Linked DNA regions of Muntiacus reevesi: region 1 is linked to region 2. Evidence: chromatin contacts called from public Hi-C data. All regions are on one chromosome and are shown on one strand. Each heading gives the region's core, a stretch centred on a gene start, on an enhancer-like site or on the middle of the called end of the contact. The rest is flanking DNA. Distances are from core to core; before and after follow the strand shown.

The links. Hi-C and Micro-C count contacts between places; a contact is called where the count stands out from the background.
Region 1: a contact with region 2 is called in a Hi-C map of muscle, with 5 times the contacts expected there. The contact joins the promoter of CLUL1 here to the promoter of THOC1 in region 2. A contact is called at or near these places in 2 of 3 Hi-C or Micro-C datasets (blood and muscle).

The regions. Positions count from the first base shown.
Region 1 is chr4:33,912,173-33,919,245 of mMunRee1.1, forward strand. CLUL1 (clusterin like 1) reads left to right here and starts at 3,662. Exons shown (of 7, transcript XM_065932236.1): 1 at 3,662-3,767; 2 at 5,387-5,535. The coding sequence starts at 3,662. It also overlaps the pseudogene LOC136168063.
Region 2 is chr4:33,628,296-33,634,393 of mMunRee1.1, forward strand. THOC1 (THO complex subunit 1) reads right to left here and starts at 4,368. Exons shown (of 21, transcript XM_065932496.1): 1 at 4,236-4,368; 2 at 1,766-1,839; 3 at 1,612-1,672; 4 at 322-388. The coding sequence starts at 4,289. It overlaps LOC136166365 (a long non-coding RNA gene), which reads left to right and starts at 3,872. Exons shown (of 6, transcript XR_010662894.1): 1 at 3,872-4,066.

The DNA.
Region 1 (7,073 bases), core at 2,412-4,911, 280 kb after region 2:
CATGAATTGCAGCACGCCAGGCCTCCCTGTCCATCACCAACTCCCGGAGTTCACCCAAACTCATGTCCATCAAGTCGGTGATGCCATCCAGCCATCTCATCCTCTGTCGAACCCTTTTCCTCCTGCCCCCAATCCCTCCCAGCATCAGAGTCTTTTCCAATGAGTCAACTCTTTGCGTGAGGTGGCCAAAGTATTGGAGTTTCAGCTTCAGCATCAGTCCTTCCAATGAACACCCAGGACTGATCTCCTTTAGGATGGACTGGTTGGATCTCCTTGCAGTCCAAGGGACTCTCAAGAGTCTTCTCCAACACCACAGTTCAAAAGCATCAATTCTTCGCTGCTGAGCTTTCTTCACAGTCCAACTCTCACATCCATACATGACCACTGGAAAAACCATAGCCTTGACTAGATGGACCTTTGTTGGCAATGTAATGTCTTTGCTTTTTAATATGCTATCTAGGTTGGTCATCACTTTCCTTCCAAGGAGTAAGCGTCTTTTAATTTCATGACTGCAATCGCCATCTGTGGTTATTTTGGAGCCCCCCAAAATAAAGTCTGACACTGTTTCCACTGTTTCCCCATCTATTTGCCATGAAGTGATGGGACCGGATGCCATGATCTTAGTTTTCTGAATGTTAAGCTTTAAGCCAGCTTTTTCACTCTCCTCTTTCACTTTCATCAAGAGGCTTTTTAGTTCCTCTTCACTTTCTGCCATAAGGGTGGTGTCAACTGCATATCTGAGGTTATTCAGTTCAGTTCAGTTTAGTCACTCAGTCGTGTCCGACTCTTTGCAACCCCATGAATCGCAGCACGCCAGACCTCCCTGTCCATCACCAACTCCCAGATAGATTTGCTCAAAAGTTACGTGAGGCTTCTTAACATAACAATAGTTCAGATTTTGCTTTGAACTGATCTGTTTTCTAGCAGAGTTAAGAGGTTTTCAACTAAAACAGAGAATTGCCAAATAGTCAAGACAGCTAAGGGCTTCCCAGGTGGTGCTAGTGGTAAAGAAGTGGTATCCTGCCTGTCAGTGCAGGATACATGGGTTCAATCCCTGGGTCGGGAAGATCCTCTGGAGGAGGAAATGGCAACCCACTCCAGTATTCTTGCCTGGAGAATCCCCATGGACAGAGGAGCCTGGCAGGCTACAGTCCCCAGGGTCACAAAGAGTTGGACATGATTGAAGTGACCTAGCACACACGCAAGACAGCTAAATGAGATGTGGACAAGACTTCTGGTGTGTCTTGTAACTCCCCATCCCCCTGTCCAGGCAGAGCAGAGATAAACTCCAGACTGTAGGTTGCTCAGACACAAGGATCAACTTCTAAGGGCCCCAAAAGGCAGGTGAATCAGTTTAGAACAGTCAGTGTGGCCTGCTGCAAAGTACTGAGCATCAATTAGGAGTGATCAGTAAGTCCAAGCTATAAGCATCAATAAGTTGAATACCTCCACACTTGGGAAAGGGACCCCAAGACAATCTTGAGATTTCAGCAGCCAGGGGTCCAGACTATAGTAGCTGCTGTGGTGACTCTCTAATTGTTTTTAGAAGAATCATTTGCTGAAAATTTAGTTCAGCTAATCAGTTAGTATATTGTAGTGAAATGCTCACCTATTACACTCTTTATATGCTAGATGTTATCATTTCATCTAGTTAAAATGTTTGCATGTGTTTTTTAAAATGCCAAACAACTATGTAAATAATCTTCAGAATGTTTTTTAAATTAATTTTTATTGGAGTATAGTTGTTTTACAATGTTGTGTTAGTTTCTGCTATACAACAAAGAGGATCAGTTACATGTATATATACCCACTCTTTTTTAGATTCTATTCCCATATAGGTCATCACAGAATAAGGAGTAGAGTTCCCTGTGCAATACAGTAGGTCCTTATTAGTTATCTCAAAACGTTTTATCTAAGCATTTTCTTACTTTTTTTCACATTATTCCTTACACTTCCAAAAAGGAAATTTGTCTGACCTATATATGAAGGGGTGTGTGTGCGCGCGCACACGCACACACACACACGTGCTCAGTCATGTCTGACTCTTTGAAACATCAAGGCCTGTAGCCTACCAGGCTCCACTGTCCGTGGAACTTTTCAGGCAAGAATACTGGAATGGGTAGCCATTTCCTCCTCCAGGGGACTTCCTCAACCCAAGAATGGAACCAGCGTCTTCTGCATTGGCAGGCGGATTCTTTACCTCTGAACCACCTGGGAAGCCCGTGTAAGACGATATACAGAAAAAATTTCCAATTAAAAAAAATATTTCTAAGGCTTTAATGAGTCTTATCAAACATATCTGTGTGTGTTTGTTTTGGCAACACACATACAAACACTGGAACAACACAGAGGCATGGCCCCTGTACAAGGATGACACCCAAAGGCATGAAGAATTCCATATTAAAAAAAAATGTGTAAAGTAGCTCAAGGTCACTGTTCCTGATCATGTAGACAGCCCGCCCTCTAGTGTTTCTTTTGAGACCCTACCACATTCTAAACCATACTGTTAATCTCACAATGCTAGGTTAATAGGATTAAGAGCTGTGTCATCAAATTAATAGAACAAGTTTAAATCCCTGACACAGACAAACATTAAATCAGAGGAAAGTGAAGGTCCTTGCAGAAGCTGGTGGCAACCTCATTGGGGAGAGCCTGCAAAGTTAGTGGTAAATATGTTAAAATTTTATTTGGTAAACAGGATCTTGATCCCCGGGAGAAGGGAATGACTCCTGACTCCAGTATTCTTGCCTGGAGAATCCCTTGGGCGGAGGAACCTGGCCGGCTACAGTCCATGGGGTCACAAAGAGTCGTACACAAATGAGTGACCAACCCTAAACTGAAAGGGTCTTAACAGAAAGAGAAGAATTAGCTCAATTGATAATTCTAGATGTAAAATGTGATAGCTTTGTAACTATTAGTATTTTAAAAAGACATTCCAAATGTGGATTAAATAATATAGGGTTGTTTTTTATTCCAAAATAACAAATATATATAAATATAAATATAAATATAAATATCCTTTTTGGGAGGAGTTAAGATAATCTATAAGATATAACTGTGAAAGCATATGTTTTTATTAGGAATGTTTACAACTAATTATATAAAAAGAAATTTATTATCTGACAAGAAAAAAATTTGTGTATGATTCATTTATCTGATGGGTTTTATAAGATGTATGAGAAAAATCTGAGGGGTTCTTGCTTTCATTAAAAAAAAAAGTAGTAAACTGTCTAGGTTAAAAATTACTTATGGCCTCAGAATTTTGGGGAAAAAACAATCCCCTCTGACGTAGCTAATTCTGTGTTTGGGGCTGTTTATTGTTGACAAGGAAATAAAATGAAGTCTGGATTCTATGGATTCTATGGGGCCAGGATCCGTACTTTTGGTTGCCTTAAATTTCAAATGCTTCAGATGAAGACCTTATTTAACTGCCATGAAGAATGCAAACAAAAGAGGGACTTGGGTTTTCTTTTTCAAAGAATTTATTTAGATTTCAAGTTTCCTTATGTCTCAACCATATCAGCATACATTGTCTAAAGTCATAAAGAAAAATCGACAGAAAAATGCTTTGGATCACCATGTGTTTTCAATTGATGCCCACAGAACTAAACCGAAGGCATTCGATACAGGTTTATTCTTCCTTTGCAGTCACAGCGGAGACATGAAGCTGCCTCTCTTGGCGTTGATCGTGTATCTGCTGTGGCTGAAAGAGTGTCACTGTGCACCTACCTGGAAGGACAAGACTTCTATCCATGAAGACCCGAAGGGTAACGTTTGGTTTCTTTATCTGCACTGTGTCCCGTTTGCCTGTTTCCATGTCCTGCTGGCACTCACTGTGATTTACAGTTGAGAGATAACCGTATTCAGAACGCCCTCTAGTTTCACAGGGAGACGTTCTCCAGGCTCTTAAGCCAAGTAGACAAGACGCCAAACATCTGGGTAAAAATAGAAAATTCCAATTGTGTCTCTGAGAACGGTTCACAGTTCCAGATGTTCGCCATCACAGAGATAAAACTTGCCAACGTCTTAGGCTGCACGACTTGGGTTCATCCAGATGTTTGGTGTCCTCTGAGCACGGTTTTAACGAACAGTGAAATTCTTTGCTAGCATTTGAAACATTTAAACAATTAAAGTCATCCGTGCAGTTATTCGTGAGACCGTGAAAGGATGGGTTAGAGCGACATCTAATCTGGTTGGTCTGTGCTCATTAACTTGGAGCCTTTGTTTGACTAGATATGCTTTGGGTGTCTATCTTAGAAAAATAAATTAGTTTAAATGTTCCTTTTGGGGATCTGTAAATAAATTTGGAGGCCAGGTTAAGCTCCTTTGGCAGCCACGTTGGCTATTGCGAAAAGAGTATGACAAACGATGAATTTCATGCTCACTAAAGGCTTACTAAAGGGGTTTTAGAGACATCCAGGAGGTTATTAAAGAATCTTGCATTATACCAGATACTTTCTAGGTTTGATGCCTCCTGGGAAGGTAATTGAAGCTGAAAGAAAAGGAAATTGTTCTCTCTGTTTGAGGTTCCCAGTTGGGCATTTAATATAAATTATCTGTGAAGAAAATTCAATGTTTTCTTCTAATACAAACACACTTGAGTTTTAAGGAAAAGAAAAAAAAATTGGATAAATGAAAACAGGCTCTGAGGAGAACGATAAGATGGGGTTAAATGAACTCTGACTTGGCTGGAAGCTCAGAAGTGAAGAACAGAAGGTACTTCCCTTGGGGTGGGGTGGGGGGCGGGTAGCCCCCTCCACGTGGTAGCTGATAGCCTGGTGATGTGCTTTTGGAGTCTGATGCAATAAAAAACAATTAAGCCTCTATTGGGGGGACATGAAAAACTGGTAAAGTCATTGTATTCTTTCTGTTATTATTATTACAAAACTTTAAGCTTTTTCTTTTGTATTGGGGTATAACTGATTAACAACGCTGTGGTCGTTTCAGGTGAAGAGCAAAGGGACTCAGCCATTCATACACATGTACCCATTCTCCCCCTAAACCCCCCACTCATCCAGGCTGTCACCCAATATTGAGCAGAGTTCCATGTGTTGTATAGTAGGTCCTTGTTGGTTATCCATTTTAAATATAGCAGTGTGTACCTGACCTTCCCAAACTCCCTGCAACCATGAATTCGTTTTCTAAGCCTCTTTCTGTTTTATAAGTTCACTTGTATCATTTCTCTTTGGATTCCCCATGTAAGGGATATCCACATGATATTTCTCCTCTGTCTGATTTCCCTCACTCAGTGTGACACTCTGTAGGTCCATCCATGTAGCTGCAAATGGCATTATTTCATTCTTTTTAATGGCTGGAACTCACTGTATTGTGATACACTATAATCTGATCAGATCTTAAAGGGAAAAACTACAACATAATCTTCTAGGTTTTTCCAAGGCTGGGGAGATAGATGTAGATGAAGAGGTGAAGAAGGCTTTGATTGGCATGAAGCAGATGAAAATCCTGATGGAAAGAAGAGAGGAGGAACATAGCAAGCTAATGAGAACCCTGAAGAAATGCAGAGAAGAAAAGCAGGTACAGTCATTGAAAATCATACCTGTCCTGGGACATCCGCTGGTAAAGATGTCTCACTCCCAACACCGGGGGCCACGGGTTTGATTCCTGGTTAGGGAACTAAGATCCTGCATGCTGAACGGTGCAGCCTAAAAAACAAAAACAAAACCTGTTCAGAGATATGTCTGGACCATAAATAGTGCACATCTGAATGCAGTGGAGAAATTATTTATTTACCCTTATCATAGTTTTTCTGGAAATCCACCCTATTGGAGGAATACTTTAAAGGAACTTTCAAATTTCTTCAAAGAACATATTCCTTGTAGATTAGGACTTTGATTTTAGTGTATGTGTTGCCAAAGCGAGCACAGATTAGGCCTTTGAAAGACTCCAAATTCAGGATTCAACGCTGTTTGGGAAATGCTACTTTCTTAAAAGTGCTTAATGGTGCCTTTTGAGTTGGAAAGTCAAATCAAAAATGTTTGAAAGTTTTTGGCCAGATCAGTGGCCTACAAAAGTTTTTTTCTTTTCCATTCTTATTACTGTAATTATTGTTAGCATCCACTCCTGAATATATGCATTTTCATTTATTTATAAATTAGATACATAAATTGCTACCATTATTATCTCAAGGCACAGAATACACTTCAGGTTTGTCTTTAGCTTGGGTGGATGGATATAAATCCATATTTCAAATAATTTTCTACATATTTTGAAAAAATTTTTGCTTATTGCCAAATCTGTTTAGACCATCATTTTACTGACACAAGGCCAACAAAGTAAATGAAAAAGTGTTAGCCCTGCCATTATTTCTTACCTACCTGAGCAGAAGTTATTCATACTTTTTAATCTGCTGGTTATTTTCTTTTCAAGAATCTTTTAAATTCTCCTGCCCTTTCAGTGAGGACTAGTTTAGTTTAAAGTAGTTAAAATCCATCATTTGCCTGTGCTCAGTCATTGGGTCGCATCTGACTCTTTACAGCCCTGTGGACTGGAGCCCACTAGGCTCTTCTATCCATGGAATTTTCCAGGCAAGAATACTGGAGTGGGTTGCCATTTTCTACTCCAGGGGATCTTCCAGACCCAGGGTTCGAACCCACATCTGTTATAGTATCTCCTGTATGGGCAGACAGATTTTTATCTTTAGCACCACCTGGGAAGCCCTCATTTACCTGAATCCTCTTAAATGGCAATTCACTGCAACTGGGTCCAAGTCAACAGAGGCAACCAGTGTCCATGCTTCTGGAATATACAGGGTCCCTCTTCCCCAGGGTCCTCACAAACAGCTGGCCACATGCAATGGCCTGACATGAGCACCAGTGCCTGTGAAATAGTATATTAGCCTCATCAATTTAATTCATGTACCTTTACTTAATAGTTTCTGTCTAAACTATATATCTTATCAATGGAGAATATACATTATATTCAGACAACCATGGGCCATATTAAAAACTGTTCATGTGTTACAATATAAAGCTCAATACATTTTTAAACTATAGACATTGCATGGCTCATAGTTTAATGGTAATAACCATTAACATCACACTCAGAATAGTTAA
Region 2 (6,098 bases), core at 3,118-5,617:
CCTTATAGGCAGGGAATATGTTTTATTCACTACTGAATCTCCAAGTCCTCGCTCAGTACCAGGCACATAGTAGATGCTCAATAAATAGGCACTGGATGAACGAAGTAAGTGGAGAACAAAGACATGTCAGTGTGCACTGTATACTAGTGACAAGAAACAACTGTGAGTTAATTTCAGTGGGACTTCTTGGCAATGGAGGTAGGTAGGCAGAATTTGAAAAATGAACAAAATCAACTAGGTTGAGAGGTATGGGGAGAATACGTTTTCAATACAGCATGTCATGTCCAGGATTATTTTAAAACCAAACCAAACCATACTTACCTTCAGTTACTCCCCCAATAGCAAGAGAAATAATAGCTAAAACGTTTTCACATGATGAATGATTTATCTACCAACAAAGGAGAAAACAACTTAATTTAGGAACCAGAATTTAGACTAATTTGATAATAAGAAAAACATACCCTCTGACATTAAATTGATTATCACAAACATTGGATAAAGATATTTCTCACAGAGGATAAAATTACTAAGAATATTTTAAAAATGAATGATAAAAGCCCTAACTGTAGAAGTGTATTAAATAAATAAGCAGCAGGTGATTCACTTAAAATCCAAGAGTCTTGGGAAGATGGGTTACATTGCATGATTAAGCCTGTAAGCTAATCATGTAAAGATGCACTGAGGCCATTAAATCACTCAAAGGCAGCAGACAAAAGGCTGGGCCAGGGGGATTAACTGCACTAGTGCATCAATATGTCTTGGGGAGGGTTTTATTAATAATAAACGAGAGATGATGCTTAGGTTTAATAACATCATAAAAAAATAGCATTTATTGAGTGTTAATTAAGTGCTGTTTTACGCAACCCTAAAAAAATGGTGTTTCCTCTCTTACAAATGAAATTGAGGCTCAAAAAAGCAAGGTAACCTTGCCCAACGCCTGACAACAGGTGACTAGGTCTGAAGAAGAGGAAAGAATGAATACAGAACTGCCCTAAAGAAAGGAACACTGTTTTATGGCCACTGGAAAAGAATCTAGCTTCTTGGGATCCAAGCTTTGCTAAAGGAAGAATAAACTGTTGGAACTTTTCCCTTCATTTGGGTGCTCCACAATGATACACAAAGTCAGATTTTTCACGTTGAAATTTCTGTACTGAAGTTGGATAGGCTCTTGTTATCTATTACTAACTGAGAAGGAGGATGCTGATAAGCAAAATGAGGGCCTGGAATCCGTGCTGAACATCCTTGGACTAGACTTCTCATTCACTCCAGGATGTGTCGCTGTTTATACAGCAAAGACAGGGCCCATCTTCAAGTTCTAGTTCTTGCTCAGGAAGACCTCATGTCAACTTTCCTTATACATATTCAATGGCAGAGGGCTCTGCTAATTTATTAAACCAAACTCTTAAATTGCACCTATGCTATCAAAACCCTTATTCATTATGTAACTCCTATGCTGACTATGACCAAGTTAGGTTTCACAGACTAAGAAGTTCACTCCAGAAAAAAAGTCATGGTTAAATATCTATTTTAAGAATAAAAGCAAATGAAAAAATAATATTTACTAATCTGCCAGCAAAATTTTAACAATAAATAAAGGAAAAACATACTTACAATTTCTTCTTCTAGAACACCTCTAAAAGCCTGGTCAAGGGTACATTTTTTTTCATTTTCACTATTAAAAACAAAAAACACCTGCATTTTTAAAACAGCTCAGGGTAAGTATAAAGATTTCAATGAGCCCATGTCATGGATATTAATGCCTTACCTGCCAGGTAACTGGCTAAAGGTATTCAACAAGGGCTTGATATTTTTGTTGTTCAGGGCCTCTCTTGTAGATTTCTAGAAGAAAAAAATTAAGCACATAAGTTGAAGGATTTTTTGTTCCCTGAAAAACACACCACTCATTAATTGTATGTCTAACTAAAAAATGTTTCTGAGAAAAATTACCTGTCAGTCATTTCAGCAGTAATTCTCATTCAAATGCTACTTACTCATCACTTGAAGCTTGTCGAGAGCTTCTAAGCTCAGTTTTCTCATTCCAGGTTTTCCCTCCTACCTTTCATTTAAATATGCTGTTCATTCTGCTTTAAAAGTGGCCCCTTATTTACAGGCTTTGTTTCACAGCTTCCTCTAAAGGTCATTAATAATGTTATCCCACTCAATCTATCCAACCTTATTTCCCAGTAACCCCAAACACATACTGTCCACTAGGCTCTAGCCATTTTCCCATCATTTTCTATCAAGTTCACTCTAGTGTATCCATGCACATTGTTCTTCCCACATGCTCATGCAAATTCTATCCATTCTTCAAGACCCAACAAAAGTCCCACCTCCTCTAGGTAGCTTACACAGCACAGTCCCTGACATCAAGTAAACACTGATGTCTTAAAGTACTAAACCTGCTGACCATCACAAAGTAAACGTAAGTGGAAAGGAAAAATACTGCCAAGTCATTCACTCTGTGAAAATTCCCATACACTTGGAAAATCATCTTGTTACCTCACAGGAGTTAATTTATACTGGAAATGGACCATTCCTGGCTCTGTGAGTAGGCTGTGTAATCTTGGTGCATGCAAGTTCAGTGGTGTCTGACTTTTCGTGACCTCATGGACTGCACCCCTCCAGGCTCCTCTCTTCATGGGATTCTCCTGGCAAGAATACTGGAGCAGGTTGCCATTCCCTTCTCCAAGGGATCTTCCCCACCTGGGCAATGAACCCACGTCTCATTCGCCTCCTGCACTGGCAGGCGGATTCTTTGCCACTGCACCACCTGGGAAGTTCATAATCTAGAGCATACCCCTTTGTCTCTGATTCATTTTCCTCACTGGTTACATATATGGATTGTTGTAGATCCTTATTACCACCAGCAGCAGTGGCATTACCTGAGAACTTGTTAGATATGCAGACTCTCAGGCCCCATTCCTACTGAACCAGAATCTCATTTAACAAGATCTCCAGGTGATCCCAACCCATGCTCAATCTTAAGAAGCATTGGGGTGGATGATCTCCTATTAAACGGTCCCTTCCAGGACTGATATGACCTTGGATACACCTAACAGTTTCTCCTCGCAGAATTTCAGAAAATTAGGGACGAATACAGTCAAACGACTTAGAACAAGGTTCTTCATTTGGTGATGGGCAACATAAAAAGAATACTAAGTCTGAAGTCAGAAAAAACAGTGAAGCAAATCATTTAACTTTTATGCTTTCAAACTGTGGTACTGGAGAAGACTCCGGAGAGTCCCTTGGACTGCAAGGAGATCAAAGCAGTCAACCCTAAATATTCTTTGGAAGGACTGATGCTGAAGCTCCAAACTTTGGCCACCTGATGCGAAGAGCCGACTCACTGGAAAAGACCCTGATGCTGGGAAAGACTGAAGGCAGAAGAAGGGTGTGACAGAGGATGAGATGGTTGGGTGGCATCACCGACTCAACGGACATGAGTTTGAGCAATCTCCGGGACATGGTGAAGGGCAGGGAAGACTGGCATGCTGCAGTCCATGAGGTCGCAAAGGGTCGGACACGACTTAGCGACTGAACAACAACAAAGGCGGGGGCTGGGGGCCGGGCTGTCTCAGTTTCTATCTCATCCACTGCGGATAATTAAACACCCTACTTCACAGGGCTATTTTGAGTTAAATAAGCTAACACCAAAACGCTCTGTAATGTGTTTCCCCAAATGCTTACTGTTCCCCAAGGCGGAAGAATAAAATGACAGCTGACAACCCTTCCCAAGCTGATGTTTGCCTCGCCCCACTTAGGACCGTCCTCAACGATCTCTAAGGAGTGAGGTACAAAGGGTTAAAGGGTGATGAATAAGCGGCGAGAACCACCTGGCAGTTAGGAGGCGGGGCGGGAGCCGGTTCTCTGGACTACAACCATTCCCGCCTTCCCTCTAGAGCAGCCCCCTGCCAGTTCTGGAAACACCCGCTTGGCTAAGCCAGCACCGCAGAGAAGCAGGACCCAGAGGTAGTCTGCGGGTGAGCCCTCCACTCAGGGCGCAGGGTCCCGGGACCCGCCGGCGGAAAGGAGGAGGCGGACCGCAGAGGACTCGTGGAAGAGGCAGGTAAGGCGCTTTTATCGCCTCCTCAGCCCACGACGGGGCCGGGAACCCGTCGCCGCGGCGCAACGCCTCTCTCCCCGCTTTACCCCAGTGCAAAATTCGAGTAATTTCAGGGAGAGGAAAGCAACAAATAGCGTTGGGCCGGGGCCGCGCCCACCCGCCCGCAACTCACCGTAAACCGCGTCCGCGCTTCGGGCAAACTGAAGAGCGGCGGCGTCGGAGACATCTTCTTGGCTGCGCGTGCCCGCCACTTCGTCGCGGCGCCCGGCGATGACGTCAGGCCGGGAGCAACGAGAGAGCGCCGGCTCTGTGCGCGGCTAGAGCGGCTTGTGGGCGCAGGGGCGGGTCCCCTGGCGGATGGGAGCTTCCCCTGGTGACGGAGGTCGGACGGGGGTTGGGAGCCAGGGTGAGCCACTCAGCGCCCGATCCGGGTTCGTGGGTAACGACCCATGGGGTGACTGCAGACGCGCGGCCTCGACCTGTACACGCTGCGGGTTACAAGCCGGGACGCGCGGGCTCTTGGCGAGGGTTTTCCAGGTTTGGGAAGTCGGGTGAATGGCCGCTGGTTACGGCTCGATGAGCCGCGAGGGAAAGTAGTCGCCGTCTGAGAACCCAAGTCAGGTGGCTTCTCCGGGAGCTCCGGGCTGGGGAGGTGACGGCAGTGGCCGTCGGATCAAAGTCCTTCTTCCCGAAGGAGTGGTGCCAGCTCCGGATTCGCGCATCTGCCTTGCAGGTCACGGGCCCTGTAGCCCAGGTGCAGTTCCATCTTCTGAGAAATAAAAATAATACTTGTATCGCTGGGCTGTTGAGGAGCGTGAATGAAGTCATGAATGCAAGCGTGGCTTGTGTAGCAATGTAATGTGTGGGGATTCGTTCATTTTGCTGGCAGATAGAGGGCTCTGCTGAATGAGGAATATCGTAGAGGAACGCAGTACTCGGCGCTGATTGGATAGCCGGTGGCGCCAAATCCCGGGGTTAAGGCACCTGTTACAAGACCTAGTCTTCTGCCCGGTTTCCTCCCTCGTCTCCGCTCACTTGGCCAATGAGAAGCCAAGGGGCAGTCGTCTTTCCCTTGGAATTATGCGGTAGGGAAAGAAGCACTGACCCAAACACATCCTACCAGCGCTTACCACCTGCATGTGTTCCTAAATGAAAGCCTGGCGCGCTGTACCTGGCTCCCTTCGTGGATATCCACCTAGAGTAAGGACGCTAACAAAAATATAGCTTTGCGTAATCTTGTCCCTAAGTGGGAATTGTGAACAGTGATGGCTACCTGGAGCGTTGCAGGTTTTTTTTAGAATCAATAGAATCGTTTAGGTTTGATTGTACAACATACGTTGCCAAATTGCCCAGATCAACTGGTATTAACTGATTTAATAGGTAGCTGATGTAATCGGATTGTTATCATACTAGGGATGATTATTAACTATGTGGAGCACAGCTAAAGTAAATAAAATTTACGCAAGAGATACATAATATGTGTGTGTGTATATATATATATATATATATATATTTTTTTTTTTAACAAAAATCCAAACCGAAGAAGAGCTTGAGTTTGTTGATGCATCCATCAAAGTCTAGAATTTAAATTAGCCAAAGACTTAGAATTGTGGGTTTTTTTTTTTATCACACATTTGCTGTGCACCTGTGCTCTCTATAGGCAATGGACAGTATTTCTTGAATGAATAGTAACTATACGTTTGAATGACCAAAATAATATAGATTAATTGCTGTTTTGAGGAACTGGCAATAAGATAAGGAAATAGGCAATGCAATTTTAAAAGATACTCATCAAAAATCACTACCAGAGAAATGTTTTAGCATTTAGATCGTAAAAATGCCTTGTAATTCCCAAGCACTTAACGTGTAAGACATTTGATCCTCTAAATGATATTTTAAGGTGAGTAACACAGCTGTTGTGCTCATTTTACACATGAGGAAGCAAACTCAAAGAGATGGGGTTCCTGATAGAGGTAATTGGCCAAATGAGGCTATCCATGGGTTTTGATTAGGATTTTTGAGCTCTTTACACTGT